Regions from separate parts of the Oryctolagus cuniculus genome. Here region 2 is linked to region 1. Evidence: chromatin contacts called from public Hi-C data. All regions are on one chromosome and are shown on one strand. Each heading gives the region's core, a stretch centred on a gene start, on an enhancer-like site or on the middle of the called end of the contact. The rest is flanking DNA. Distances are from core to core; before and after follow the strand shown.

The links. Hi-C and Micro-C count contacts between places; a contact is called where the count stands out from the background.
Region 2: a contact with region 1 is called in a Hi-C map of liver, with 4 times the contacts expected there. The contact joins the promoter of GPAM here to the enhancer-like site in region 1. A contact is called at or near these places in 2 of 6 Hi-C or Micro-C datasets (liver and psoas muscle).

Annotation. Positions count from the first base shown.
Region 1 is chr15:17,906,499-17,913,737 of mOryCun1.1, reverse strand. It overlaps LOC100344092 (guanylate cyclase 2G), which reads right to left. Exons shown (of 22, transcript XM_051823695.2): 19 at 6,749-6,847; 20 at 5,147-5,238; 21 at 3,758-3,863; 22 at 1-230. The coding sequence ends at 3,759. TECTB (tectorin beta) reads left to right here. Exons shown (of 11, transcript XM_002718744.4): 11 at 111-1,806. The coding sequence ends at 160. Among named protein-coding and RNA genes, the nearest start is that of TECTB, 20 kb to the left of the region's middle. Within about 2 kb of position 3,452, at least 6 of the 8 cell types and tissues checked have an H3K27ac peak or open chromatin away from gene starts, as enhancers often do.
Region 2 is chr15:17,988,556-17,995,794 of mOryCun1.1, reverse strand. GPAM (glycerol-3-phosphate acyltransferase, mitochondrial) reads right to left here and starts at 3,682. Exons shown (of 21, transcript XM_008270504.4): 1 at 3,543-3,682.

The DNA.
Region 1 (7,239 bases), core at 2,203-4,702:
TTATGGAAAGTTACTGAAGACCCTAGAGTTGGCTGGTTCATTCATACAGCGTTGGCCTTGCCCTTGTAGAACTGTGTCTGAGTGCCGTCTCTGCCTGCTCTGGTTCACAGCTGTTCTCTGTCACCTGGTCACGATGCTGGCGATCTGTGCCGTGTTATAGGAGTTAGCCGGGCCACGGCAGCTCCTCCACCCCAGGTCGTCCTCAGCAGATGACAACTCACGTCTATTCACTGCCAAAAAGAGCAAGAAGAAGCCCACGTTGTTGAGAAGCAGAGACTAGTTGCCTGCCAGCCACATGTTCCAGTAATTTTTGTGACTTCATTGATGGTTTTCCCTGTACTGTCCCACTTTCTCTTGTTACTTCCTGTGGCGCTTAGATCCTGCAAGTCCCTCCCCTTTCCTACACTCAAGTCAGGACTCCTTTGAAAGCTATTCTAGTCTTAAAACACTAACACACCCACCCAAGCATTCTGGGGAGAATGTAGGACAGAAGCTCAAAGTCTATGCTAAATACAGAATGCACAAGAATAAGCAACTTTCCCAAAAAGGGGTTTTGTCATCAGGGCTGCACTATTCTACCTAAGGACCAGAGCTGAGCCTCCGCTGGGTTCCAATCTCTCAAACCAGGATGTGGAATCAGAGTAGAACACCATAGTTTGCTCAAACCTAATTAATAGAAAAGAAATGGATTCTTGTGAGCCCCTAGTACTGACCTAATTTGTCTTTATTATAGTTTCTTAAATATATACAAACTTTAGATATGTATAAGCTTTTTATTTTTAGAGTTGATACGTACTCCTAAAATCAAAAGAAAATTGCAAATGTAATAGGAATAAAACTATAAAAAGAGTAAAACTCACCTTCCTTTCATCTAATTCTCATAATGTAGCATTGCCTAAATGAGACTGCTGCTTGCAACATGACAACAAAGGGGCTCCCACACCCAAGTGCACTGAATTCAGTGACCTGACCCTACCGTATGCATCGTAAGACTTACGCACTCACTACTCTTCTTTATTTGCTCTGCTGCGAGATCTTCATTTGTGTGAAATGATCCGACCTCAGCTAACCTGTACTTAAACATCCCAGCCCATTTCTGTTTTTATCTCATTAACTTACTGCAAACATGAGAATGGAACCAACCAAAATTCAGAAGCACAAATGCAAATCACATGGTAACCTTTCCTCGTATCATGACCCCAGGGATGCAGAATATCCTGACATCAACAATATACATTGTCAACAAACTAAAAATTGAATGAAGCAATCCTGCAGGAGAATTGGCTGCAGGACTATAGGCCTGAGTTGTAAGTTCTTGTCTTGGTTGTATACAGACTTCATTAGTGGGTTTATGATTCTAATGCATGTCAGCCTGTCTCTCTGTATGTAGCATGTTGAGAAATTGCAAGATCTGCAGTTCCATGGTTCTTTTACAACTCGAGTTAGTGAATGCAGAAATTAAACTACTAGTCAAGTCTCTGGAGAAATGAAGTACATGCTTGCTTAGCGATAGGCCAGAGTAAAATGACTTGCGTAGCCTAAACTTGCTCTCTGAGCTGGTTTTCCAACCAGTCTGAGATCCCCGCTTTCTGTGAATGCAGAGTCTTTAGTAGTCAGGGAAGACAGAAGACGTATTTTATTGGTTCTAGTCCAAAACTCTTAAGTAGCCCATTCCTAGCCATATTCATAAATCCTTGGCTGTCAGAGTAAAACAATGTTGTGTTAGTTTGGCTTTATTTTGTCAACATGTTTTATGATCTTGTGTCTACCTGGTGCTATGGAATAAATAAAAAGCCTTAAAATAAATAACCTATGACTACAGTTTACAGCACTAGTATATCATGCTGAAAGTCAATTCCTCAACTCCCCCAGGAGCTTTTCCAAGTAGAGCTTCTTAGACGCTCATGTAGACCACAGACTCACAGCCATCCCGTCCTACTGCAATGTCTCAAATGCTCCAGGACCGGATCTCCCACCCAGGGAGGCCAAGCCATTCCACACGTGTAACACCTGGAGGAGAAGGTGTCTCCGGTCAGCCCTGTCTCTAAGGCCCTCAGGTCTCTTGCCAGCAATGGTTAATGTTAACCACTAGCCCCACGATGCTTGGATGCCTTCTTTCTCTAAACTTCTCTATTAAGGAACTAAGAGAAAATACTTTCAAAACAATCTTCCTTGTGTTCACAGTGGACACAGAAAAAAAAAAAAACTGGACATAGACTGTAGGAAACTGCTTCCACCAAAATCCATGGTTATGATCCCTAAAACTTCTCTGTCTCTCTCTCCAGATATGTGTGTGTATACTCAGTATGTGTGTTGTGTATGTGTTCCTGTGTGTATATGTATGTAAATGACACATGTATATGGATGTCTATGTGTGCAACTGTATGTATGTTTTGTATATATGTGTCTGGATGCCACATGTTTATAATGGTTAAGGAAAAGGACAGAAGTCACAAAGTCCTAATTACATAAACATGATGTGTGTAAGCATGTGGGCCAGGACTAGAAGTAAACACACACTGAGTAAAATACAAATATGGGGTAATAACAGACAATTGCCTTATCCAAGCCATCTCTGAATCTGCAGGTCGTCTTCTAGAGCCCTTTTAATGTAACAGTTGCATTCGCACTAGGGATGCCTCCTTTCCCCCATTGCAAGAAGCCAAAGATCAAGGGAATGTCATGTCTTTGGTGCCCCCTCCCCACAGTGTGGTGGTGGGTGGCACAGAGTAAGTTCAGCAGGAAAGGGTCACCAACATGAGGCCTGATGCCCTAAACCCAGCTGCTCTGCCAGGTTCCGGAGCAATGCCACAGACGATGCCTGCACGTGAGGAGCTGCAGCAGATGAAGAAGTGCTGAGAATGCATCAGTGGCTCGTAAATCTAAGACAGGAACCACCAGATGAACGGACCCGGAAACCTGTTCTTTGGAAAGAGGGAGAAGTAATCCTGGCAGGAACAGAGGGGCTCGTCTTTGTGTGCTGGAAATATTTAATGAAGTCTTCGTAAGTGAATCAAAGACCCCACCTAAAATTCAAGCTAGAGGTTTTGCTCGGTGAGTAGGAAAGGCAGTAAGCGATACTTGGGGGACAGGATGAGATCTGCGTGGAAGCTGCCGCACTCCCGGGAATTTAGGGCGGAGCAAGGCCTTCCAGCCTCTGCAGTGGGCCTGTCTACTCGCAGTAACTTCAGCTCTGCTGGACGCCAAGAACAGCCTAGATTTCGGAGGTTTTTTCCCATACTGGACAAATTCCAGAGATCCCTTTGATAAGGGCTCATATCTCCTGGCAAGCATATTAGCTAATAAGGAAAATAAGCACTAATGGTCAGGAAGCAGCCCCCTTGCAAAGCAAAGCGCCTGTGACTGCAGGCTGCAGCCTCCTGCTCCTCCCGGTCCCAGAATGACGTGTTTCACTGCAGATTCAGAAGTTACTGGGCTGGAAATATCTGGCAGCTAGGGCTGGCTATCTGGCAGATAAAACAGCAGTCCCTCAGGGCTGGGAGCCCAGTCTTGGTCCCCCCTCCCTCCGCCCCCCGGAAATGAGTTCACCATTTTCAGCTCATCCAAATCCACGTTGGCTCTGGAGCCAGCACAGGGGTAGGAAGAGAAAGTCAGACAGATGGCGCCCCCTAGTGGGAGATTCACTTAAGACCCCGGAATTACACTTCTTCGATGGGATATGGAGAGGGGTCCAAGAGGGGACCCCCCTGCAGACTTTTCATGTGATTCCACAAATATCTTAAAGGACAAGACGTACCTCACAAGGTCTCTGGGTCGTTAACGTCTTCCTCAGTAAATTCGGGGACTGCAACAGTGAGGCCTTCTTTGCCTTTCAACCAGAAAGTGGTTTGCTCTCCTTTGCCCTGCGGGAGGCAGCAGAGAGGCTGGTGTCACAGAGTGGGGCCAGCAGAAGCCACCTCCATGAGGGAAATGCCTCCTTCCAGACAAAATGCTGATTATTGTCTTGGGCTTTGCTCGCAAGCCTACTTGACTACTTCAAAAAAAAATCATGGAAAAAGCACATTCTGCACACACACACAAAATCTGCATGGATTTCAGAATTTTTGCAGCAGCATAGACATACATTTTAATTCCATTTTTGCACAAGATGTTTGATGTATCCTGGTACATAGTCAGCAATGGCCTAGCCAGAAGGGCCACTGGAGGTGAAATTTCATTGCAAAGAAAATCTTTTCAAAATAATAAGAAAATCTGTTTAATTCCTGCTATGAGCTGGACACCAAGAGAAGCATCCTGTGCATGGGTTCAGAATCAGTCCTCCATCTATACTTCAAGGGTGGGGTTAACATCATTCCCATTATACAGCTGACAAAGCCAAGCCCTCAGACCAGACATCCAGGAAGTAGTGGGACTGGACTCCAAGACAGAAGGGTCTTCTAGAAAGGTCTTGCTCTTAGCTGGAGTGAGGTGATGGAGAGGAGTATGCCAGGGCCGGCGGTGGCACACTGGAGAGCTGATGCCACCCCTTTCCTTTCACTTCTTTCTCCAGGGCCCCCTTACTCAAACGCCCCAGCCATAGTAACCACTGACCTCCCGCCCCATGTACACAGCTCCCAGGTGTTCCTGAGAGCATCTCCCGGGAGTATTTGCCCCTGCTCCCCACCCCAAGAAAGACCAGGCAAAAGGCAAATATGAGAACACATTGTAGGGCATTGCAGGGACAGAGGCCATGATGAAGGCGATGAAGCAGAAAAAAATAAAAAGAGATGTTTTTCCCTTTAATATACAGAGATGAGGTCCTCATACCTCCAAGACCAAACCCATGGGCTCTGTCGCCCCTCCCTGGGCACTTGAGACCCAGATCAGGAAAGGAAGGCTTTCTAACTCCTGGACTTGTATTTGCTGTTGCCTTGTGTGGGAGCCAGGGGACCTGCTCTGTGTACCAGGGGAAGAGGAGGCATGCTGTGAGGGCTTGGCTCAGTGGGAGCCGAGGGCTTTCCTGCCGGGGAGTCCATGGGCAGTCCTCTTGGAAGGAGGAAGAGCTGCCGTCGTGGGAACCTCCAGGGGGACCTCAGGGGTCTCTACGCCATGACTGCCTGAAGGCCCCTTCATCCTACCCATCCTCCCCACATCTCCCCCAGGGACCCAAACAGGGCGGAGGGGATCACACTTGGCCTGGTCTTACCTTGACTGGAATGGTGCCTCTCTTTTGCAAATCGTATCCTCCCAATGCCAGCAGGGCAGCCGCAGTGCTCTGAGAGACGTGGATCCGGAACGCTGCCAGGAATAGGACATTGTCTACTTATCCCCTGGACGAAGGAGTGTCTGTGGGGCAGGGGCTGCTTTGGCGAGGGAACCTACACTGGCCAGATTCTCTGATCACCAGAATCTCTCATCAGACAAACCACCGTCTTTCTGAAGTCTAGGACCCTTCGGCTGTGATCCTCAACCACCCAGGCAATGCCCAGGCACTGCTGGGTGCTATTCAGGTTCCAGCATGTCCAGGTTCAGTATGTCCCAGCACTGACCGGGGTGATACAAGCTGCTTCTCCCATGCCTGGAGGTCACTGAGCTCCTCACACTCCCTGGGGCGGGCCTGCAGTGCAGACACACGACCACACTGTTGTTCCCCACACTGACATGTACGTACAGTTAGGGCAGCTCCACCTTGAAATTTATCCTGCAAACCCTGATTTACAAGATAAGAGAGAGATCTAAAATCTGTGTTTGAGATGCTAGATTAACTTACACAATGAAATAAAGGAAATCATTTTTAATGTCTTCATATATTGCGGGAAATTTACAAGTTCAAAATGATGTTAACCTAAACTCTTTAGAAGTTAAGACACCGAATAATTCTGTTTTCCGTGTCTTGACTGATGAGTGGCATAGATGTGTCTAGTAGCAATCATTGCACTGACATTACTACCCAGGGCTGGTGTTTGGCCTAGCAGTTAAAGCACCTACGTCCCACATTAGGGTGCTGGAGTTCTACATTCTGCCCCAGCTCCTGCCTCCAACTTCCTGCTAATGCAGTCCCTGGGAGGCAGCCCAGGTCGTTGGGTTCTTGCCACCCATGTAGGAGACTTCATTGAGTTCCTGGTTCCTAGCTTTGACACCCGGCCCAGAGCATTGCAAGTACTCGGGGAGTGAACCAGCATCTGGGAATGTTCTCTCTCTCTCTCTCTCTCTCTCTCTCTGCATCATAAATAAATAAATAAGTCAAAATTATACAAAGTAAAATTATGTGATAATCTCTGGAGTTCCTGTCCATAGATTTCTCCTGCACCACCAAGAAGAGACTGTATATTAGGTGTGGGAAAAGTACCACCTCCAGGCCAAATCTGACCCATTTGCAAATAAAGTTTTATTGGAACACAGCCATGCCCATTTATTAATAAACTGTCTATGGCTGCTTTGGAGCCATAACAACAGACTCTGTGGTCCATCAAGCCTGAAATATTTACTGCCTAGCCCAGTGTAGGAAAAAAACTGTCCAACCCCCACTCTTCATTTAATTGATTTTGTTGCTAAGTACGTCTGATGGTTGAGAACGGAAAGTCTGAGAGTGGGGAGGCCATGTGTGTTTGCACAGCTCCCAGGAGCACAGTGCAGAAACCCTTCTCCAAGCTTGATCAGTGTTGTCTGAAGTGGATAATGATCTTATCCTGCAGATGGCAAACGGCAGACAAAATGCAAATGAGTCTTCTAAAAATACCCGCTGGTTAAAGACAGAGGACTGGCAGGACAGTGATACTGTTTACAAAGTGCTATAAATGATACCCACGCAAGCTGCTGCTTTCCATTCGGGATGCCATGTTCACAGTGTCTCCAAACAGACAGTACCTGGGCATGGTGAGTCCCACCACACCAGCCACCACGGGACCTAATGCAGGAAGAACCACAGACCGTAATCAGGCCACATTTCCCAAGGGCTGGCCTCCGCGATGCCCATCAAGTCAGTGAATACAATTCAACAAATAGTTGTTAAGTGCCCCCTGGGGGAAGATACTGGCAATAAGTGGTAGGGTTTGCAGACAGGCAATCTACCCACAAACCTCTGGTGGACAGCAGCATAACCAGTCAATGACAACACCATTCATGAACTAGAGGTGCAAATAAAGCTGACAGTAGCACAAGAAGAAGATTCTTGGGTCTGATAGGGAATCAGGTTCTATTTTAGTCAAGTCTTGGAACAGAAGGAACAGGACCAGCCACATAATTAGCACTGCTCAGTGAAGAATGAAAATGTGGGACCCTGGCTTAAAACATGTTCTC
Region 2 (7,239 bases), core at 2,433-4,932, 82 kb before region 1:
AGACAAGGCTGAGGCTGGGGAGAAGCCAGTCCCTTGACTGCTGCTGCTGCCACCTGGTCCTGTGGCCTTCCCACTGCCAAGTCCTAGAGAGCTTTCCATCGCAGAATTCCCCATTTTCCCAGGCCCTGTTCCTCACAGTTACTGTCTTGGAGTTGACTCAAAAGTGAAGCAAAACAAAACCCAACACAGTTACCAGCAGCCCTCAGGGTCAAGTTCCACAGCAACGGCCCCTTCCCTGTAGAGAAAAGTCCAGCCCTTGGGGACGCGGTTGCTGCTTGCTTTCGAGACTCATTTTGGGTGCCTGTTTCATTTTGTTTTTCTGATTCCTGGTGCGACACTCAAGGCCAAGGCTCAGCCACACTTCCGGCCAGCCCTGGACAGCTGAAAAATACAGTCGGCAAGAGCACTGGGACAAGGGGGGGTGGCAACGGGGCGGCAGGCTGCCTGCTTCCTGCTGCTGGCATGCCCACGGTACTGATGGAGTGTTTTAATTAGCACTAGCTCTGCCTGACACCAGGGAGTCCATTCTATATCTGAAATGCCGCCAGCAGTTACAGACCCTGGTCCCACCATGGTGGTGAAATTAACAAGGCTGAGGGTTCCGGGAGAGGAGTTGTGAAGCTAAACTTTGCACTGCAGCTCTGCTGTCGCATTCCTCACCTGACCTGTGTCATGGCAGGGTTGTGCCTCGGGCTACACGCTGCCACTCAAAGTCTCTCTAGGACTGGGGTTTGATGCCAGAAGATCTCTGGTGCTCTCTCAAGCCCCCAAACCTCTGCAACCGCCCCATCAATCAGGGAGTTTTCAAATTCAGAATTCCCATGTTGAAGGGAGGTGCATCAGGAAGTCCCACTGCCACTGCCTGCTCCAACACTGATGCCCTGGGAAGTCCCACTAGGCCCTGAGAGCCATGAGCCACGGGCAGGGATTGATTCCCAGATGCTGACGGCAAGAGCAAGGCACCAGGCAGAGAAGAGGAGAGGGACAGAGACTTGTTATGACCCTGAAGGTCAAAGGGGCAAAGTCTCCCTCTGCCCACCCCACAGCAGGAAGGCAGGGCAGAATTACAGACGCTAGCATCACCACCCTCTCAGGAGCAGGGGCCTTACATCATTCTCTGAAGACATAGCCTTCCTACCACCTCCCAGGCTGCTAGCTTTGTCTGGAAAAAATGCTAACCAATTCTTACAAGAGCTGTCCCTCAGGCCCTGGCCAGAGAACCACAAAAAGACACTGTGTGCAGCGCAAAAGAGCATGATGCTCCTGGCGGGGGTGGGGGTGAGTGGGCAGCCTTGAGATCAAGAACCGACAGCCAGAAACAGCCTGTGAGCCATCTCCGAATCCTCAGCTCCCCTCCCACTCTCCCTGCACTCAGAATTTCACCTTCGGAGAGCAGCGTCCAGGGGGGTTAAGTGCCCAGGCTGGGCACGTACGTGCTTGGGGAGGCAGGATACAGCTCCTGCAAAGAGGATCAAGGAGGTGAGGAGTCCGGCCTCCAGCTTGGGGAAGGTGCAAGGTGCTGAGAGAAGAGGGGGTCCAGGGTACAGAACAGTCTGAGTCTTCCTCCCGCTCCCTGGCCTTTCTTGGGTGTGGGCCCAACCTGTCTCCATCAGCAGAGGCAGCTGGGGCAGAGCACTGGACAGGAGTCAAGGTGGCCCACACGGAGCACCCACTGTGCTCAGGTCAAGGTCATCAACTGCTATGGTTCATCAAGGATTCCTTTCTTGACAGCTCCATGGAGCCCTTGATTCTTTTTTTCATCACAGATGGGAATGACACAGTTGAGTGAATTTCCCAGGCCTGGAGCTCCCATTCAGCTGTAACTCCCACAAGGGCAGCCAGCTTTCCTTGCCTTCCCGGCTACTCTCCTGGCCTCACACACACACCATCGGCACACAGCTGGCACTGACGGAACACAGAATCTCTGTAGCCAAGTAACACCATGGGAAAAGTCCTTACAGATGAGGAAACCAGGGCTTAGACAACCTAAGTAGCAGCAGCAGAAGCAAGATTGTGTTATGATCTGAACGGCTCTTTTCCCACACTGGATGATTTGCTAACACAAGGCTAATGAGAGGCCCTTAAACGGGGGGCCTTAGGTTAGGTCTTCCTGAGTGGGAGGTCCTGGGACCAGAACATCTCCTGAGAGAGGAGAAGGGGAGGAGTTACCTTAGCGACCACAGTGGATGCAAAGAACTGAAAGACAGACAGAGAAGGGTGAGGGAGGAGGTCAAAGCAGCAAGCAGGCCCCTGCCCATGCAGAGGATGGCCAAGGGAACTGCCCCTTGGAAGAGCAGAGAGGAGTCAGGTCCAGGAGACAAAACCCCCTGCATAGTCTTGGCATTCCCCTTAAAATGAACGGAGAGCATCATTCACTATGACAAGTTTGTCAGACCAATTACTCCGAGTAGTCCCAGGAAACCCACTGGGCCCACAGCAGAGCCAGCTCCTGGGGGAACCACAGAGGGGTCAGCTGGAAGAAGACTCCTCCATCTACGGAGAACCTTTGTGGGGACACGGCCGTGGTATGGTCCCACTGCAGATGACAAGGCAGGCACAACCTGGATACAAACGTGTGAGGACTAAAGCAACATGATGGACACAACTGAGACCAGTGTCAGCCACCAAGAGGAAATGCCATTGGCATGGTTATTTCTTAGCCTACAATGCATTAGAAAGAAATCAGGTTTAAGGACATGGATGTGCCATGAAAGCATTCTTCTCTACTCAACACTAGAATTACATTATTGCTTTCCTTGTTTGTGCATCCCATCCTCCCCTCCTCAGCCACCCCAAGCCAAACCTAACAATTGGAGCAGACAGTCTGTCATTTCTTCGGCCTTTCTTCTTCATTCCAGGTGGTTAAATCTCTGCTGGCCCCAAGCAGAGCCCAGCGTCCATCTGCAGCAAGGAAGTCCTTTGACATGAGCTCTGACAGATTTCAGACCGATCTCTCTCTGCTCAACCCGAACTCAGAAAAACACCATTGAGTTGGGAATGTGGCCGGATGAGAACAGACATCATGCATCAAACACAGATCTCAAGCAAAGAAGGAAGCAAACTCTCATAAATGTGGTGCTCAGTGCTACTCTTCTCTGTAGCCAACATCACCAGGATTTGTGCCACTCAGCCAAGCCCTTGCTGGCCACATCCCATGTACAGATCAGAATTGATGGACACACTTGGATTTATTATAAAGTATCCAAAACCCTCTCAGGATCTGGGGGCTCTGAGGCATGGTGAAGGATTACGTGCAGGCCAAGAGTAGCTAGACCTTGGGGAAGACTCCCTGGGGAGCAAAGGCATGCAGATGTGAATATTGCATCTCAGATGTGCTGGCACCTCTTTCCAGATGCAAACCATTCATGCCAAGACCCTTGGCGTGAATTCTAAGATTCCAAGTTCTTCAGCTTCCTCTGCTGTGTTTGCCTCTCGTGCATTGCACTTTGCATCCGCAACACATCCCATCCCACTCCCATCCATTCTACCCCTATGTCATGACAGCCTAGAAAATTACATCCCCTACCAAAACGTTCAAATACCTGGACCGGTGACTCTGTGGTGTTCGTCGGAGTATTTCCAATCAGTTGATCAGCAGAGCTGTCTGAGACACTGCAGAAGGTGGCCCCAGGCTGTGGATGAATAAAAAACCAGGTCGGACTCCGCTGGGTTCCTGTTTGTATGGCCAGAGGCCTAAGGACTTTGGGTGCTCAGCAAAAACCTCAGAAAAAGTCCCCGGGGAAGCATCCAGCTCTCCCAGTGCAGTTTTGCAACACCCCAGGAGGAGGAAGGCTCTTTAATCAAATAATAACCAGCCAGAGATAAGGCCTGGTAGGCTGAGCTTGGCCAGCCAATCACATGCTTGCTGCCGACCACAAGGACAGGCAGGCCCAGGCTTCTGGAGTGAGTTTCAGGGCTTGTTATAATTTAATGATGCAGTGGGTGGTGTCTTCTCGGCTTTGCCAAGTGGGGGTTTTCTAACTGGGGAGTGAAGCTCTGAGCTCAATAACCTCATGCGCTGTGGAGGTGCCTGGTGCAAGGCTGCAGCTGAGCACCCTGAGTCGTCATATGGAGCCCTAGGCTCCTAGTTCTTGCAGGTATCAGAGAAGAGAGGCTGGAATGGACTGAGCAGGCCTGGGGTCACTGTCAGGAGTGTATTTGACACGAGATGTGCAGCTCCAGGATGGAGCCCCTGCGGCCGTTGTGGACACCCTGGTGACTGCTCTCACACATCGGATACGATTCCCATGCTTTTGCTATCAGACCACTATCAGTAGTGACCCAGGGTTTTTCTAATGTTCTCCAGTCACCCTCCACTCCCAAAGTTACCATTGCTTTTGTAGGCTAGAAGAGGCACTGCAAAGGGGGAGGGGCTTAGCAAGCCTGGGGGTGAATAATGGCCCTGTGTCGCTGGACACATCTGTGGTTCCTTTCCTAGCTGAATTGCTGCAAAGACTAGAAGCAGAGGAACTTGCCCAGCTCCCTGTCGGGCTCATACAGGCCCTGAGGAGTTGCGAACAATTCTTAAATGATATTGACCTATTAGAGCTCAACATTGAAGGAATGCTTTTGCTATGTGAATAACCATTATTTAGCAAAGATTTGTTTTGCATCGACTCTATTGAAAACTGTGCTAACCCCTGGGAGCCTAGCAGGGCTCCCTACCCTCAAGAAAGATGGTGTCGCATGGAGAAAGGAGGGAATCAAAGAGGTCCTTAGAACCAGTGGCAGGCTCCAGAAAGGGACTTGTCACAAGGGGACGGGCTGTCCAAAGGGAACAAGGGACAAACCCTCAGAGGAGGACGGGAAGCATCCCTATGCCAGGGGGTAGAATACAGCCAAACTGTTTCCTGGGGAGCTCCCTGTAGGACCCTACTGGCAAGAAAAAGTCACCCGTGTAATCCTCCCACAACCCCAGGCAAGAGGAAGATACCGTTTTCATTGCCGTTTCAAAGGTGAGGTTTGGAGAATCAGAAAGTGTGAGTAGCTTATGCAAAGCTACCCAGTCAGGAACCAAAGCCAGTGCTGTGTTTGTCCTACTCCAGCTCTTTATTGTTCCGCACATTCAGTCTTGGCTTCCGGGGCAGGCGGGAGGGCGGGCGGGGGTGGGGGTTGGAGAAGAGTGAAGAAGGAGGTTTTATCATTATTTATGGAAAAAATGAATGACAATTAAGCCAACAAATAGTTATTGTTGGGTTGCTTTTTTTTTTTTTTGGAACAATTTTGGTTAACACCCAGAAAGATGGAATAGATACCCGATTCCCAAGCACAGGCTAGATCAGCTTGCTTCCTTCCTAATAGCTAACTGAGGGCAGTGCTGCTGCAGATGCCTGGTTGTTCAGGTGAGAGGAAGGGGATCTTTCGGTGGGGGCAGTACAGGGTGAGGATAGCACCATACATAGAAAGGGGGTGCACAAGGGATTAGAGAAGATGAAAGTCAGAAGTTATAGGGAAAGATGGCTGTTCAGAACAGAAGCAGCAGAGAAAACAGAACGTGGGGAGGGTTCCAGTGGATGACCAGCCTCGTTCCCAGCTTGACCCGTGGGGAGAATGTATCATCTGGGTGTTTGAGATCACCTGATCCACAGTCTAAGCAGATGTGAAGGGTGGGATGGTGTGGGACAGCGAGTGTGCTGAGAGTGAGAGTGCACCCAGACTCTCGTCACCTGTCTGGTCTCCAGCCTTAACCAAAGTCCACCGCCCTGGCAAAGCCCCAGAGAGAGGAGCCATCCCAGCTAGCAGGAGGGAAGGTTCTCCATGGGGAGAGAGTGCCCGGTGAGCACAGGCGAGGACAGGCCTGACCACAGGTCACCTGAGACAGAGATTCCAATGCAAAGTGTAAGAGGAAGAATGATGGCATGGACTAGGAGCGGTGAGAGCGCTCAGATCCGGGAAGTGGATTCACTGCACCAAGATCAGACTGCCTCCGTTTATTTTCCATTTTATCCAGTTGGGCCCATGATTTGCAAAATTCAGTAGACAGAATTCAGAAAAATTTGGTCAGAAAAGCTCTCTATGGGTAGGCAGTGGTCTCAGACCGGCTCCAAGGCACATGGTTTCCTGGACTGGCTACAAGATCCACTCGTGGGAAATTAAAGGGCCTCGAAGTCTGCTCCTTCCTCAAGCACCAGGGAGTCTGGGGCATCGGAGCGCAGAGCGAGGCGGGCAGCTACCAGTGGTTCCGTCTGGGGAGAGGAAGCAACACTGACTGGCACCCATTATCTCCTCACAAACACCACCCCAGCATAAGGAAGAGTCACACTATGGAAGGAGGAGTGCTCGGAGAGGTGGACTGCCTCGGAGAAGTTGAGCTCAGTTTGGTGGAGCTGGGACTTGAACCTTAAGGCCATCTGACTCCAAGGCCCATGACCTTCCCATTATTTCTGCTGCTACTCACAGAGAGGTCTTAGATTCCTTCTTTTGTGTGATTTTTCTAGCACCACCAGCATCATTTGTGTGCATGTGTGCTAATACATGACATACACATCTACATCCATACTCATACAGATGTCGGTCTGTGCACACGTAGTCATATGTGTGTCTCTTTGCTTTTAGTCACATACCTTCTGTTGCCTCCAGAGAGGGGGATCAGTGGCTTTAATTTAATTTCTGTGAGGCTGTGTTGAAGTCTGTGCTTGGAAACTTGCCTTCTGATGGTCTTCCTGTTGTACATCAGCCCCTGCACCTGCACGGAGAAATCAGTCCCTTTGACCAGGAAAATAACCATACTGCAAACAGCTTTGGAATTCCTCTTCTTGGGATGGTTCTTTCATCCAAGAATCTTTGTCTAAACTTGGGCTAATGTGGGTATCCAACAATTATATCATTAAAGTACATGTAATGACAAAAAAAAAAAAAAAAAAAAACAAAACCTCTTTGATTTGAGCTTAAACTACACTGAGGACAGATCTTGCACACATAAACACACACATTTTTTAATCACATGGGGAAACTGTCTAATATATGACAGAGGCAAAACTATCTTAGCACCTGTCAGCTAATGTAAATGAGAAAAATGGGTCAGAGGCAATCAGTGGGGAATGGAGGGGCCTGGGTGATGTGAGGATTATACACCTCATCTCAGGGCTTCTGCCAACTCCAGACAAAGAAAGCTATGGAAAATGGAGGCCTAGGGTCGTGGGATCTTTTTAACTTTAAGGGAGGCTGGAACAGTGGATTTTAAGATGAAATTTCTAACATTTTTTTAACTGGCAACTGTTTAAGTAAATTAAATGCTGT